2 separate regions of the Mus musculus genome follow, and region 2 is linked to region 1. The links are chromatin contacts, called in public ChIA-PET maps. All regions are on one chromosome and are shown on one strand. Each heading gives the region's core, a stretch centred on a gene start, on an enhancer-like site or on the middle of the called end of the contact. The rest is flanking DNA. Distances are from core to core; before and after follow the strand shown. Region 1 holds the start of Itpk1 (inositol 1,3,4-triphosphate 5/6 kinase). Region 2 overlaps Rin3 (Ras and Rab interactor 3).

The links. ChIA-PET counts read pairs in DNA pulled down with a chosen protein or histone mark.
Region 2: a contact with region 1 is called in an RNA polymerase II ChIA-PET map of memory CD8 T cells, with 18 read pairs. The contact joins the enhancer-like site here to the promoter of Itpk1 in region 1. A contact is called at or near these places in 2 of 484 Hi-C or Micro-C datasets (neutrophils and pre-megakaryocyte-erythroid progenitors) and 1 of 115 datasets of contacts at active chromatin or transcription factors (memory CD8 T cells).

What each region holds. Positions count from the first base shown.
Region 1 is chr12:102,699,838-102,706,336 of GRCm38.p6, forward strand. Itpk1 (inositol 1,3,4-triphosphate 5/6 kinase) reads right to left here and starts at 5,032. Exons shown (of 10, transcript NM_172584.3): 1 at 4,885-5,032. The coding sequence starts at 4,979.
Region 2 is chr12:102,349,459-102,356,129 of GRCm38.p6, forward strand. Rin3 (Ras and Rab interactor 3) reads left to right here. Exons shown (of 10, transcript NM_177620.4): 4 at 1,424-1,496. Among named protein-coding and RNA genes, the nearest start is that of Rin3, 70 kb to the left of the region's middle. Within about 2 kb of position 1,668, at least 33 of the 459 cell types and tissues checked have an H3K27ac peak or open chromatin away from gene starts, as enhancers often do. A contact at or near this core is called in memory CD8 T cells and pre-megakaryocyte-erythroid progenitors, where this site is marked.

The DNA of each region.
Region 1 (6,499 bases), core at 3,782-6,281:
CCACACCCAGGTTTTATGTGGTGCAGATCAGCCCCAGGTGCTGGCTCATGCACGCTAGGTAAGCATTCTACCGGCTGAGCTTCATCTCAAGCCCGAAATATGTGAAAAGGGGGGAAATCAGGAATGTTAGCTAACAATAGTAATGAGATTATTAATGAAGACAGCATTTTCACAAAGCACAGAATGAATGAATTCTTCAGAATGACCTAACCAAAAAAACAAAAACAAAACACGAGACTACCTCCTTGCATTCATAATTCCTTCAGATTCTCCAGCTAGGGGGCTCCAGCAGCCCATCAAAGACAAGGGTTGTAAGAGCCAGATGTAGGTGGTAAAGTACAACAGCCACCAGGCAGGGTGGGCTGACCTGAGGTTCAGTTCCACTAGCCCCACCTCTTAGCAAGAGAGTCAGTTAGCAATGATCACAGACCGTACCCGCAAAAACTTAGTCCAAGGTCACTAAATCTACAAAGCCAAATGGGCATCACATGGATGGTCAGTTGTGAACCCAGCCTTGGAAACCTAGGCAGTTTTTAACCAAAGACATCTATCTACCCCCACAGCAGGTCTAGTCTGTACCCAAGAGCTGGAGAAAGAGATTTATTTGCAAGGCTGGGTTACATTTTTCATGGGCTGCTGTAAATTGAACCTGACTCAGGATGCCTCTCTCTATCACAGCTCTGAGGTCATAGCAAAGCCAGCTACTAAAATACACAGAAAAATGCCGGGCTACAGACCAGCACCATTCAATCCTGGTAACGAGCCTCTTCTCTCCCCCTGCAGAATCGCCTAGAATTGCAGCCCAGAATACGAAGCTATTTCAGCAGAAAGCAGCCTCCAGATGGCTTTGTTTTAAAGGATAAAATAGGGTCGGGGGTGTAGCTTAGCGGCACTTGCCTATCACGCACAGGTTTGATTCTCTAGCGTAAACACAAACGAAGAAGACTGCCGGGTGCGCTTGGGAATACCTAGAAACCCAACACGAGGGAAGAGGCCAGGGCAGAAGGAACAAAAGTTCAAGGCTAGCCTAGGCTACATAGTGAGACTCTGTCTCAAATCATGGGGGTGGGGTGAGGTGGGAATATACAGTCCTGGGGAAGAGACAGGCCCAGAAGCATTCTCCAAAACCAGGTTATTGCAGGCACCAAATTCCAAGCGCCACGAACCAGCACTACACTGTACTTCAATCTACTGCCTAATACCAGCCCCAGACTCCAGACAGCGCTCGGTGCGCCTGAGTATCAACAAAGTCCTGGGTCCCTTCTGAAACCTGTATAAACAGGGGTCCTGGCAGGTTAGGACACAGAGATAACTTGGTCCGAGATGTCTCTGTGAGCCCATTTCCCCAAAAGCTGAGGTAGACCAGATGGCCTCCAGGTTTCTCAAGCACAAGAGCCCCCTAGATATGCGGCTGCAGGAGCCTCCACAATGATTCATCTTAGCCTATCAAGGACACTGGACAAACACGGAGGCAGCTTTCTCCAGTAAAGACTCGGGCCCAGCTCACATAAGCCTTCCAACTGATGCCAGAGTCCCTCACAGGTAGGTCCCAAGCCTTGGTTTCCCCATTTCTATTAGAGAGCTTGTATGAGACGAGACACATTAAAATCTACAGTGGAAAGCTGGGTGTGGTGGCTTACATTTTTAATCCTATCACTCACTGGGGGCTGAGGCAGGAAGGTCTTCGGGTGTTTGAGGCCAGAATGGGCTAGAGAGTGAAAATGTCTCAAAGTAAACAAAAATTACAGAAGACAGGCAAGGCTCCCCATCACCTTGCACCAAAGGGTCTTCCACCTACAACGCAGCTTCCTAGAAACAGAGGGGAAGGAGAGGAGATGGAGGAGAGGTTTAACCACCAAAGAAGGAAACGCAGGCCAGCCAGCTACCCTCAGCTGAGCACTCCCCAAGGCCCAACCTCCCGTTTCTCCACTTCCCCTGGGAACCTTGACTGCCCATCTTAAAAAAGCCACATCAGGAGGGATGAGGGAGCTTCCAGGTCACTTCTAGCTAGGGGCAGAGGCAGGTTCGAAGGGTAAAGGAACTTAGCCAGAACATATTCCTGTACTTGGGAGGAGACACCAAGGAGGGGTGGGAATAAACAAGGCCTCTGGAAACAGGTTAGTTCAAAGCCCATCGGCTGGCTAGCCAGAGGCCCCATGCTATCAGGGCACATATTTAAAAGGTTGGCTTTTGTACCTGCCTATGATAGGTAGGGCACCTGCCAGGAATTGGCTCCAACTGCCTATGGAAGGGCCCTGCGCACTCTCCTCAGAAAAAAAACAGAACCTGGTACACTGCAGAGGGCATAGCTTGACCTCAAAAAGGAAAGCATCCCTAGAGACAATTAGCAACAGCTGGACATTAGCAAGGGTAAGAGTGACTGAAAGGGGAGGTCAAGGTCTCAGGGATGGACTGGGAGCTCTTAATGGAAAGGAGACATATGGACCATGCTCTCTCTGGCACCCGCGACCCCACCCCCACCCCCGGTCTGTAAATCCAGTGAGATGAATCCCTGCGAAAGGATTTTTACAAGGCCCGACCATCAGCTAAACCACTCATCCCAGGGCAGTTGAGCAGTCCTCATGGATGCACATTTGGAGCACAGTTCAAGTCATTTCCCAACATCCCTGGCCCTTTTTGTCAGGAAATTCACAGACAATTCACCATCCATCAATACACGAGCACTGCACCCCCAGCTTCTGAATGTCAAGAACAGGACGACGCCCATTCACAGGGTCTCCGGGGCCACTTAGACCACTCCAGCATTCACAATAAACAAAACACAGTGGAGGGGGGTGGGGGGAGGGGTCACTATCTCAACAGTTGTTTAGTTAACAATGTGGCCACCAGGGGGCTCTGTCCTGAAAGTGAAGAAGCAACAGAAAAACTCTTTCTGGTGTTTTCTTTTCCTTCTTAAGCTTCAGCTACAAAGCATCGAAAGCTATACTAATAAAAACGCACAGTAGGATTCCTGAGCTGCTGGAACGGCCCAGAGACTTTCTGCCATCCCTCCGAAGCCAACACTTGGGCAAAGGAAGGCAAGTAGACCTTGAATTCAGCCACCCTTCCTGAGAAATGAATGCTCAATAAGATTTCCGCACCCCGGGTTCCCTGAGACCCCCACCCCCACCCCGCGCCTCTTTAAAGGAGGGAGGGCCCACAGGAAGGGCAAGCCAACCGGCAGGTCTGGGAGTCGGTCCTCAACCCTTAAGTCTCTGCTAGGAGTCTTCTGCTACAGCCTGCTAATTACAGAATAAAGCACACCAGGCCAAGGACAAGCCTCGGGTATAGATAAAGGGTGACACAAACCCAGATTGCTATCAATAACAAGGATGCAAGGGATGAACTGGGGTTTCCCAAGAATTATTTGACAGCAGGGGGAGCTGTGGTCCCCTCAAGTCAGAACTGGACTTCCAGAACACGACAGAGGGGCTTCTCCAAATTTTTCTGCTGTCTAGGGCAACCTTTTCAGTGTGTTTATTTATGGTACAAACGTCCAACTGTCCTTTAAAAAAAAAAAAGTTCCATAAGCCCTGGGCTTTTCCAAAGCTCTGGCTCGAGTTCCTCTTGATTTTCTTGTGAATTCTGGGCTGCACTGAACGCCCTGCCGACCGTGAAAAGCCTGCTTTCTCCTAAGAGGCCTGTCTGGGAGACTCAGCCAAACCCACAAGGGAACTATAAGGGGCGCAGAACCAGGGCCCCCTTATAAATAGGCATTATCCCATCCAGTTGTGGTCAAGGAGGGCCTGTAAGGCTTGCCTGGGGCAGAGAAGCAGCAGGCTCTTGGACAGCCATGAGGGGCAAGGCAGTGCTGCCAGGGCGGCCTCTATGTGCCAGCTCAGACTGCTAACTAACCCCTGTGCACCAAGGGATAATGGAAGCCCAACTGTTCAATTCTCCAAAATTCGGGGCACCCACCAGGGATGGAACTACAAGTGAAGTCCATTTTCAAAAGTCAAATCTACTAAGTGAAAAGACTACCTAACAAAAGGTTTCCACCCGGAGTTTGCAAAAGGCTTCGGGGATGGGGTGTGGGGGCTGGATTCTCTTAGGCTTTCATTGAGAAGCTGTAACCAATAGCTCTGCGGAGAGGCAAGGCACACCTGACTCTAGGAACCCAGCACTTCTGTAATGTATTAAGAGCAAGCTCCATCAAAGCCCTCGGTCTCTGCCACTGAAGCACCAGCGCAGGGAGAACGAGGTGCTCAGCCGGAATGGCAGAAGACAATTCTACCCTACGTGGGTCCACCCATCACTTTCTATGCTCTGCCACTCCTTGGCCCTGGGACTACAAGGCAGGTACCCCACCTCTCTGCTGGTAGGTGTCCCTCTTCTAAGACACGTGGCCCAGAATCACCATCCTGGCTAATTTGCGAGGCTGCTGCGAGGCTCTAATGAGACAGCAAATCACCACAGACAAGCCAAGTATCGCTACTCATTTCAACTGGGCTTAAGCCGGCTGATATGCAATGACAGCTTCAGGAGCCGTGCACACGCGAGGCACGTAGTAGGCTCCACACAAACGCCGGTATCCTGCTCTACTAAGGGGAAGAAGAGGGAGGAAGAAAAACACACCAGTCCAAAAGTACCCTCTAACCCCTGACTGCTGGCGTGGACTCCCCGATTTCCCGGGTCCCACCACCCTGGACGGCCAGGGATCTCCCGGCACGACCCCAGTGCACCTGAGAGCCGCGGTCCGAACCCAACGCCCACAGCGGCCACGCTCCCCTCGGACACAGCCCGCGGCCCCCCGCGGCCACCTTGCTGCTCCGAACCAGCCCTCAGCGCGCGCCGCTCCTTCCCGGGTCGCCGTCGTCTGCCCCGCGCCCGCCGAGGGTAACCAGGCTCGGGCCGCGGGGGTCCCCAAGCCGCGTCCCTCCTCACCTGCACAGCTCCGCGAAGGCCTGGAAATTGAGCTTCTTGACTTTCTTCTCGCTCAGCCAGTAGCCAACTCTCTTCCCTTTCAGGAAGGTCTGCATCTTCTTCCTCCTCGGCCCGGGAGCCTGGGTCCGGAGGAAATTGCCCACAGGCCGAGCGTGTGGGGCCGGCGCGCGCCGCGAGCGTGCGGGCACCTCCTCCGGCGGCGGCGGCGGGGACGCGGAGCGGGCTTCAGCGCGCGGTCCTACCGGGCGGGGCGGCGGGCGGGGCGGGCCGGGGCGGGGCGGCGGCTGGGGGGCGGAGGCTCAGCGCGCCGCGCCACTGGCTGGGCCCCGCGGGTGGGCGCGCCCCGCCGCCGCCCCGCCCCCTCCGCCCCGCGGGGCTCGCCCGCGCAGGGACGTGCGCCCCGCAGCACCGTGCGCCGCTCGAGGACTCTAGGGATCCCGGGCCGCCGCCCGAGACCGCACCCGAGCCTCGAGCCCGAGCTGGAGCACGCCCTCCCGCGGCGAGGGTTCGCCCGCGCGTGCCTCTCGGACGCGCGGGGACCCCCTCGGGGAGCGCGCCGCCGTGTCCCCCGCCCTTCCTGCCCCAGCGCCCGCGCACACGCCACGCACACGCGGGGCCTGGGGCAGAGCTCCCGGAGGAGGAAGCGCCGGTTACCGCCAGGGGGCGCCAATGAGTCTTAAAGGCGCCGCCGCTAGTGGCGGGGTGCTGGATGGTGGCCAGGGCAGAGTGGGGTGAGGGAGTCGTGGTGTGGGCGCCTTGTGTCTATCTTGGAGGGCGGCCAAACCACTGGGCTTCGTTGCTCCTTGGCAGCACAGCGGGGATTGCCCCCAGAGGCAATTCGTTGCAATTGTCCTGTACTATCTCCACAACTGCCCCAGGTTCACACTCTGGGGTCCCTTTCAGCGGAGGGAGAGAAGCAGCCAGAGTGCACATAGCATCTTCAGGAGAGCCTTTTCTTTGCTAGGTGAAGGGACGTAGCTCGGCGTCTGACTTAGTGCTTTGGATCCTCTGAGCCACCTGCTCTACCCCGGCCTATGGGACAGTACTTAGCATTCCAGCCATCTCCAGCCTATGCTTTAGGCATTGGGAGGAGAAATTGGAGGCTCTCCCCAGACACAGACAGGGAAAAAAAAATGGGTTCCCGTGTGTAAAGAAAGACATTTTATCTGGCTTTGGAAATAAAGACAATTTTTGAAGATCTGAGATGAGAAAAGGCTTGAAGAAATGAAAGCTGTTAGTAAAGTGACAGAAACGGGCCTTGACCAGACTTGAGGAGTTACACCAAGTCCCTTTTTCCGGCTTAGATCCTGACCTTGGGCAGTGTCCTTGGTCCCCCTTGGTTCAGTTTTAGCAAGAAACCTCCTGAGTCAGAAAAGTTCGCCATCCCTGGTATCAGATCACTGCGGCCTGTCTGCAGTAAGAATGCTGTCAAGTGGGGCTGCTGAGATGGCTCAGCTGGTAAGGGTACTTGTGGCCAAACCTGACAACGAGAGTTCTATTCTCCACAGCGTAGATGGAGAGAACTAAGTCCATGTTTTCCTTTGACTGACACTCATGCTGTGGCATATACACACACAAATAAATAAATGTAAATAATAATAATAATCCTGTCAAG
Region 2 (6,671 bases), core at 418-2,917, 350 kb before region 1:
TTTCCTGGTCTCCCAGCTCCAGGCTCCGCCCCGTCTTCACATGGTCATTCCTTCTCTGTGCCTTGGTGTTCTGTCTACTCACAAAGCCTTCTTATAGAAAGGACACCAAACATTCCAAATAAGTTCACATGCCATGTTCTAAGCATCAGGACTTTAATGCATCTTTGTGGGGGCCACAGTTCAGCCCTGGAAAATGGGTACACTTGTAACCCTGGCTTACAGTTATAGACACTAAGGCACAGACAGGCTATGTGCAACAAGCTCATAGAGACATGCTCTTGCCACAGTGATGTAATGCCAGACACACATGCAAGCCCCCAGGCAGGTACAGTACCAGATATAAGCCCTGGAACAAATGATTTCTCTCATACTTACTTCCATGTTCTACATTCCAGCAGGTTGTGGTTCAGGGCACCCTTTTTGACCTCTAGGGAGGAGGCCCATGAACATAGTTTGAAAATAATAAGAATATAGACAGGAGAGCCTCAAGATTATGAGATGGAGCCCCAGCAACATTCCCAGAGGGTGGAAATATCAGGAGCAGGATTTTTTTTAATCTCTTCATAAATACTTATATCTAACCAAACAGGAAGCCACAACCTATTTGTCATAAATAGGCAAATATTAAATTTTTAAGGTGGCCTGAGCTGTTGAGAACAGTGCTTAGGTTACAGGGTGAAGAGGAAGCAGTTGCTATATTGATCTATGTCAATCTCTGCCCTTCTTCTCCAACCTCCAAACCTGTGTAAAACTGGCCTAGGCTTCGCAAACTAGGTAGCAGGCTGGTATCACCTAGAGGACTCTATATTTAGATTGAAAGGGCTGTTCCCTTGGAGGGTGGGAGAAACTGAGGCATGGAGCAGGAAAGGGATTCTTGCAGAGCCAGGTTATCAGTTCCGGGTTCAAAGCTAAGTTTGGAAGACCACTTGGACCATATTTTGCTCCTATTGCATGGAAAAGATACAAGAACAACTCAGTTCACACGTTCATCAGCATACTGAGGCCCAGGGAAGTCCAGTGTAGACGCCTCAGTTCAGGGAACAAAATATGGTAGGCACGTGGTCGTGGGCCTGATTTAGGCATCATGGAAGCCAGTGCATACTGAGACTGTCATTTGCAATTGGCTATACATCTGTAACTACTCTCCGTTTAGAATCCTGTTCACCAAAAATGATGAATGTGTGAATGTGTATTCGTTGATATCAGCCACAGCCATTTAACCCCTGAACTCTCAGCACATCGACACCGTGAGCTCCATTTCTCACTGTGGTTGGCAGCTGATACATAGTGGGGTCCTGTGGGAGGTGCCGGGACCCACAGAGAACATGGCTGGCATGTGCCACCTTCCAGATCGAGGAGAACAGTTAGCTCTCCCCTTTGTCATTAGAGGATGCTTACTAGGGCCTTTTTTGTCTCTCCCCAGTACTGTACCTGGAAGGCTCAGTTCTTGTGTTTGAGGACATCTTCAGACTGATTGCGTTCTACTGTGTCAGTAGGTGAGTAGCCTGGCCCTACAGGAGGTTGTGGGGGAGGATTCCCTTCTTATCTTAATAGAAGCCCACTTGTTGCAGGGCACTCATCTGGTTGCAACAGACATCTATGCAACTTTGGGTGTGTTTGTGGCATGGGAGAGGACAGAGAAGGGGGGGGATGAAGTGAGAGGGGACAGTCCCTTGTCTTTGCTCTGGTAACCACAAGAAGAGAGATCAGCTCTGAAGTTTCCTCTTCTCTTCTGGTAAGGACTTCTCTGCCAGGCATCTGACCCTCAGACTCCCTGCCAGGTTTTCCATTTCTAGTGTGGCCAGCACCAGGGACAGCTTGGGACCCTGCACACAAACCTGTAGGGACAGCAAGAAGGCTTGATGGCCCTCGGTGGGTGGCAGCCTGGGATTCTTCAGATGGAAAGACCACCATAAGTTCTGCTCCATTTACTTGGAACTGGTTTCTGATCAACAAGAATTTAAAAATACATTTGGTGCCATAAACCAACAGCTGAAACTGTAGGCCCTGAACAAGGGCTGATTAGATGTTAGGTAAGACGTGTGGTAGTCCTTGACCCCAAGCTACCTCTGCTAAAACACATGTTCCACTCATAGTACCCTTCCCCACCCTCCAGACCAGGAGAACAAGACTGATAGTTACAGCTGAAAGTCAAATCTGCCACTGCCTGGGGAAGTCTCTCTCCAGCATTCAGTGAGACTCTAAGGGATTTTATACCCACTACATTTTTGTTCGTTTGTTTGAGACAGGGTTTCTCTGTGTAGCCCTGGCTATCATGGAACTTGCTCTGTAGACTAGGCTGACCTGGAACTCACAGAAACCTCTGTGTTCTAAGTGCTGGGATTAAAGGCATGCACTGCCACTTCCCAGCCCTACTCACTGTGACCTTTTTTTTTTTTTTTTTTTTGGTATGTGTCTTAATGTTTGCCTGCATGTATGTATGTATGTATGTATGTATGTATGTATGTATGTGCACCTTGTACATGCAGTGCCCCAAAAGGCCAGAAAACAGCATCAAATACCCTGCAACTAGAGTCACAGACAGATGTGAGTCACCATGTAAGTGCTGGGAACCAAACTCTGTAAGTCCTATATGAGGGCAGCAAGTGCTTGAAGCATTGAGCCATCTCTCCTGCTCCCTCCAGATTGTCTTTTAAAATATTGCCAGCATCCCCACAAGGATTATTCCGTTTTCCTCCATTACACAGATGAGGAAGTGGAGACTGGTAATCAGCAGAGTGAAGTCCAATCTAGAAAAGGCTGCACCATCAGTGCACCCTGCAATAATTCTGTGCATTGGCTTGGCCAGCTAGATTCATAGGGAAAAATTACAGAGGTCCCGGAGACCTTTGTGCTTTACAACACACTAGGCTGTAGGAAGGTGGGCACTTCCAAGTTTATCTTAGTTGGAGGAGCTCTGTCCGGTACTTGGCAAATGTGGGCTACAATGAATGAGTCAAGAGAAGGATGCATGCATGTATGCATGATGGATGGATAGATGGAGGTGTGCATGCATGATGGATGGATGCATGCATGCATGCATGGAAGGGTAGAAGAATGGGTGCATGCATGAATAGATAGATGGATGCATAGATGGATGGATGCATGGATGAATAGAAGAATGGATGGATGGATAGATAGATAGACAGACAAACAGACAGACAGACAGACAGACAGACAGATGCATAGATGTATGCATGCATGGATGGGTAGAAGGATGGGTGCATGCATGCATGGATAGATAGATGGATGGATGCATGGATGAATAGAAGGATGGATGGATGGATGCCTGGATGAATAGAAGGATGGATGGATGGATGGATGGATGGATGGATGGATGGATGGATGGATGGATAAATGGATGAATGGATAGAGAGTCTAGATATTAAGCTAAATATTTAACACCTCAAAACCTCAACCTCCTCATTTATAAAAAGGAGCCCTCATTTCAAGTGCTTTGATGCTGGAGGAAGAGTGGGTTAATGCCCATGAAGGAAGAGAGTCCACTGCCTAGGACCCCATGGGCCCTCCTCCCATCTCTGCCACTTGACTGTAGGAGAGTTTTCTGGGTATCAGCTTGGTGTCCAGAGAGATCAGGAACCACAGTCACTAAGCTTACCCCCATCACTTCCCAGCCTTTTCTCCCCTGGCTGCTGTTTCTCCACACCCTACCCAAGCTGGTAGTTGTTTTCCTGTCTTCAAACTCCAGGGCTCTCTGAAGGAAATCATGAGACAGAGACAGGCCTGACCATGTTCTGGGGAGGGTGTATCAGGCAACAAGGCCTGCATGCTGAGGGACCAGAGCCCCAGGCCTGGAGTTATAGGACAACCGCTTTGCAGCTAAGTGACTCCCAGTCAATCACCTGACCTCTCCTGGCACCCTTGCCTCCTGTCAGAAACATTAACCAATAATACTTAGGTATGAGAGTCTGCAGCTTTTAAATTCTAAGATGCTCCAGAGAGCGTGCTGATGAGTGCCTGTCCATTCTAGACTTTTGTTAGAGCTGTGTGTGTGTGCCCATCACCACACTAAACCCAAGCCCACCAGTCTTCTCTACCACAAAGAGTGCTTCCCACTGGGCAACCGAGCAGGTCCCTGTGAGCTGGGGGCTGCTCGTGGAGACGTTCTCAGAATTAAGACCTCACCACAGCAGAATCTCAACCTTCTCACCACCAATGCCTGATAAATCAGGAGGTCCCTCTCAGACATCTGTGAGGGTCCAGCATGCCGAGATCACAGTGCCAGCCTTCAGAAACAGCCACTTCCTCAGAGGTCCCCAGTTCTTGTAAATGCTTTCCAGTTCTGACAGTGCAGAGCTGGGAGGGACTGCTGTCTGGGTGTCTGTATGCTTGGTGCTATTGACTCGCTTCTTTCTAACCTCTGTCATGGCCACACATCGCAAAGCTGGTAATGCCTGTGCCCAGGACTGTCCTGAAGATTTCTGATTGGGCCTTAGCACAGTTGCCAGTACAGAGTAGTACTCATAACCATTGTATGTGTTCTTAGTGATGTTAGCCATGAGAAAACTGAGACCGGGGTGTGACTGACATCAAGTGGCACAGCCAAGTTCTGAAGCCAGATCTGAACCCTGGCATCATATCAGGCCTGTAGTGGCTATGACCCATTTGTTGCTTCCCTTGGGTGTGTCCCTTCTGTATATGGAGCTTGGAGGCCTTCCTTATGAAGCTGTGGGAGGCCTGCCAAAGAGGGTATGGAGAAAGTTCTAGGCAGAGGAAGCAGGGTAGCCACTAGAAAGCCCCAGGTAGCTCCAGGAGTGGCTCTGCAGAGAGGACAAGGGAAAGCTATGCCTGGAGAGACAGGGACTTCCTTTCACAGCTGCTCTGAGCCATGCTGTCACCCATGGTTAGACAGCCCCAGAGTAACATGGCGGCAGCAGGAAGTGGGCTTGAAGAAAGAGAGAGCAAAGAACAGCCAACAGTTGCTGAAGTTGTCTGGCGTCATGAAGAGATGTCGCCCAAAAGGGAAGGGCAGCCACTGAAGGAAGGAGGAATGGCTGCAGAGATGGGAGATGCTGAGGCTGCCCTCCTGGGTGGAAGCATACTTAGTCCCATTGCTTCTTGAACATATCCATGATGCCGGGCTCCGCTAAGAACCCCAGCATCATGGGGTCTGATCTTCAACACAACCCTGGTGTGCAGTCAGTGACCTCAAGTGAATGCCGTTACCCGAATGAGGAAGGAAGGAGCTGTGTGGGCCTGTCCTCCCTCAGATATGCTCCCACACGGTGGCTAAGCTACCCCCCCCCTCCTCAGGGAGTGGCTCACTGGTCACTCCCACCTCTGAAGATAGTTATCACCACAGTGCTTGTGAAGCTCTGCTCTCCATCAGTGGCTCCAAATGCTGCTGGCCCAGCTCTTGTGACTGGCATTGGAAGTAGGGGATCCCATGGGAGTCACTGAGCCCCGAAGTCTACAGAGTCTGGCTTCAGTTCCAGGTAACTAGCATTGCGACCAAACTGAACAATTAAATGCTTGGTGTCCAGAGAATTAGAGAACCAGATGGTGGCATTAGAAAACCCCTCATAGGGGAGTAGGAAATCAATTAGTGACTTTGTATGTAAGAGTGTAAGCTGTTCCAAATCCTCTCAGAATGTGTCCCATGCAGGTGGAGTAAGTCTTCTGTTGCTGAGCTTGCGTGTGTGTGTGTGTGTGTGTGTGTGTGTGTGTGTGTGTGTGTGTGTGTGTTGTTGTTGTTGTTGTTGTTGCTTTGTGGACAAAAGTAAAAAGCTTTAACTAGAGCAGAGGCCTCTAGAGAGCTGTATAGGTACCCAGAGGTGTGTAAGCTGCCCCTCCAAAGTGAGGGATGGTTGTTACCATATCCACTCTGAAGAACCCACCTTCAAAATCCCTGTCTGGGATTTACAGTTCATTAGGAAATGGTTATGCATGTACATATACAGAGTGTCTGTAGGTTTAATTAATTCACTGTTCGATAGCCTTTGCTTTTTAGGGGGAGCTATGAATCCCACCCACATGATCCCCACACAAGTCTGTGTTCATTAAGCTCTTACTTGAGAGTTGTTTTAAAATGCATATTCTGTAGCTGTGGAGGATGTCGTTCATTAGTAGGGCACTTGCCTAAATTCTTAAGGCCGTGAGTCAATTCCTTACACAGCACACGCTCACACACATGCACACACGCTAATGTGGGTTCTCCTGGGTCCAGTGCTGTTAACCTTTGGGCGTGGATCCTGCCTTTTTAGCCTCTTCCCAGAAGTTCTGATCAAGGAAGTTCTCAGAATACAGACAGACACTGAAAACATGGTAGAATCCCTCAAAAGTGTCCAGTGCCCCTTTGGGTTTTGGTTGTTGGAAGTGCACAGACAGATGCCACTGCCCTAGCACCCCATCTGACAGCTTTCCAGGTGTTACCCCAAGGCCCAGGGTCTCTATGCTTGGGTGTGACTAAGCCTGTTTTTGACTGCCTGCCTTCCCCACCTTCACAGTGTGCTAAGAGTTCTTTAGTTACCAAACCACAAACTGGACAATTTGCATGTCATTGTCACTGACAGAGGCCACTACTAAGTTCACTAGAGTGGGCTGCTCAGCTGTTGTACTAAGATTGGAAGGACAAAAAGTGACATAAGCTGGGGCCCATCTCTGTTGGTGTGTGAATGGGTATAAGAAAGCTTGGGGCAAGGGGACAGTGT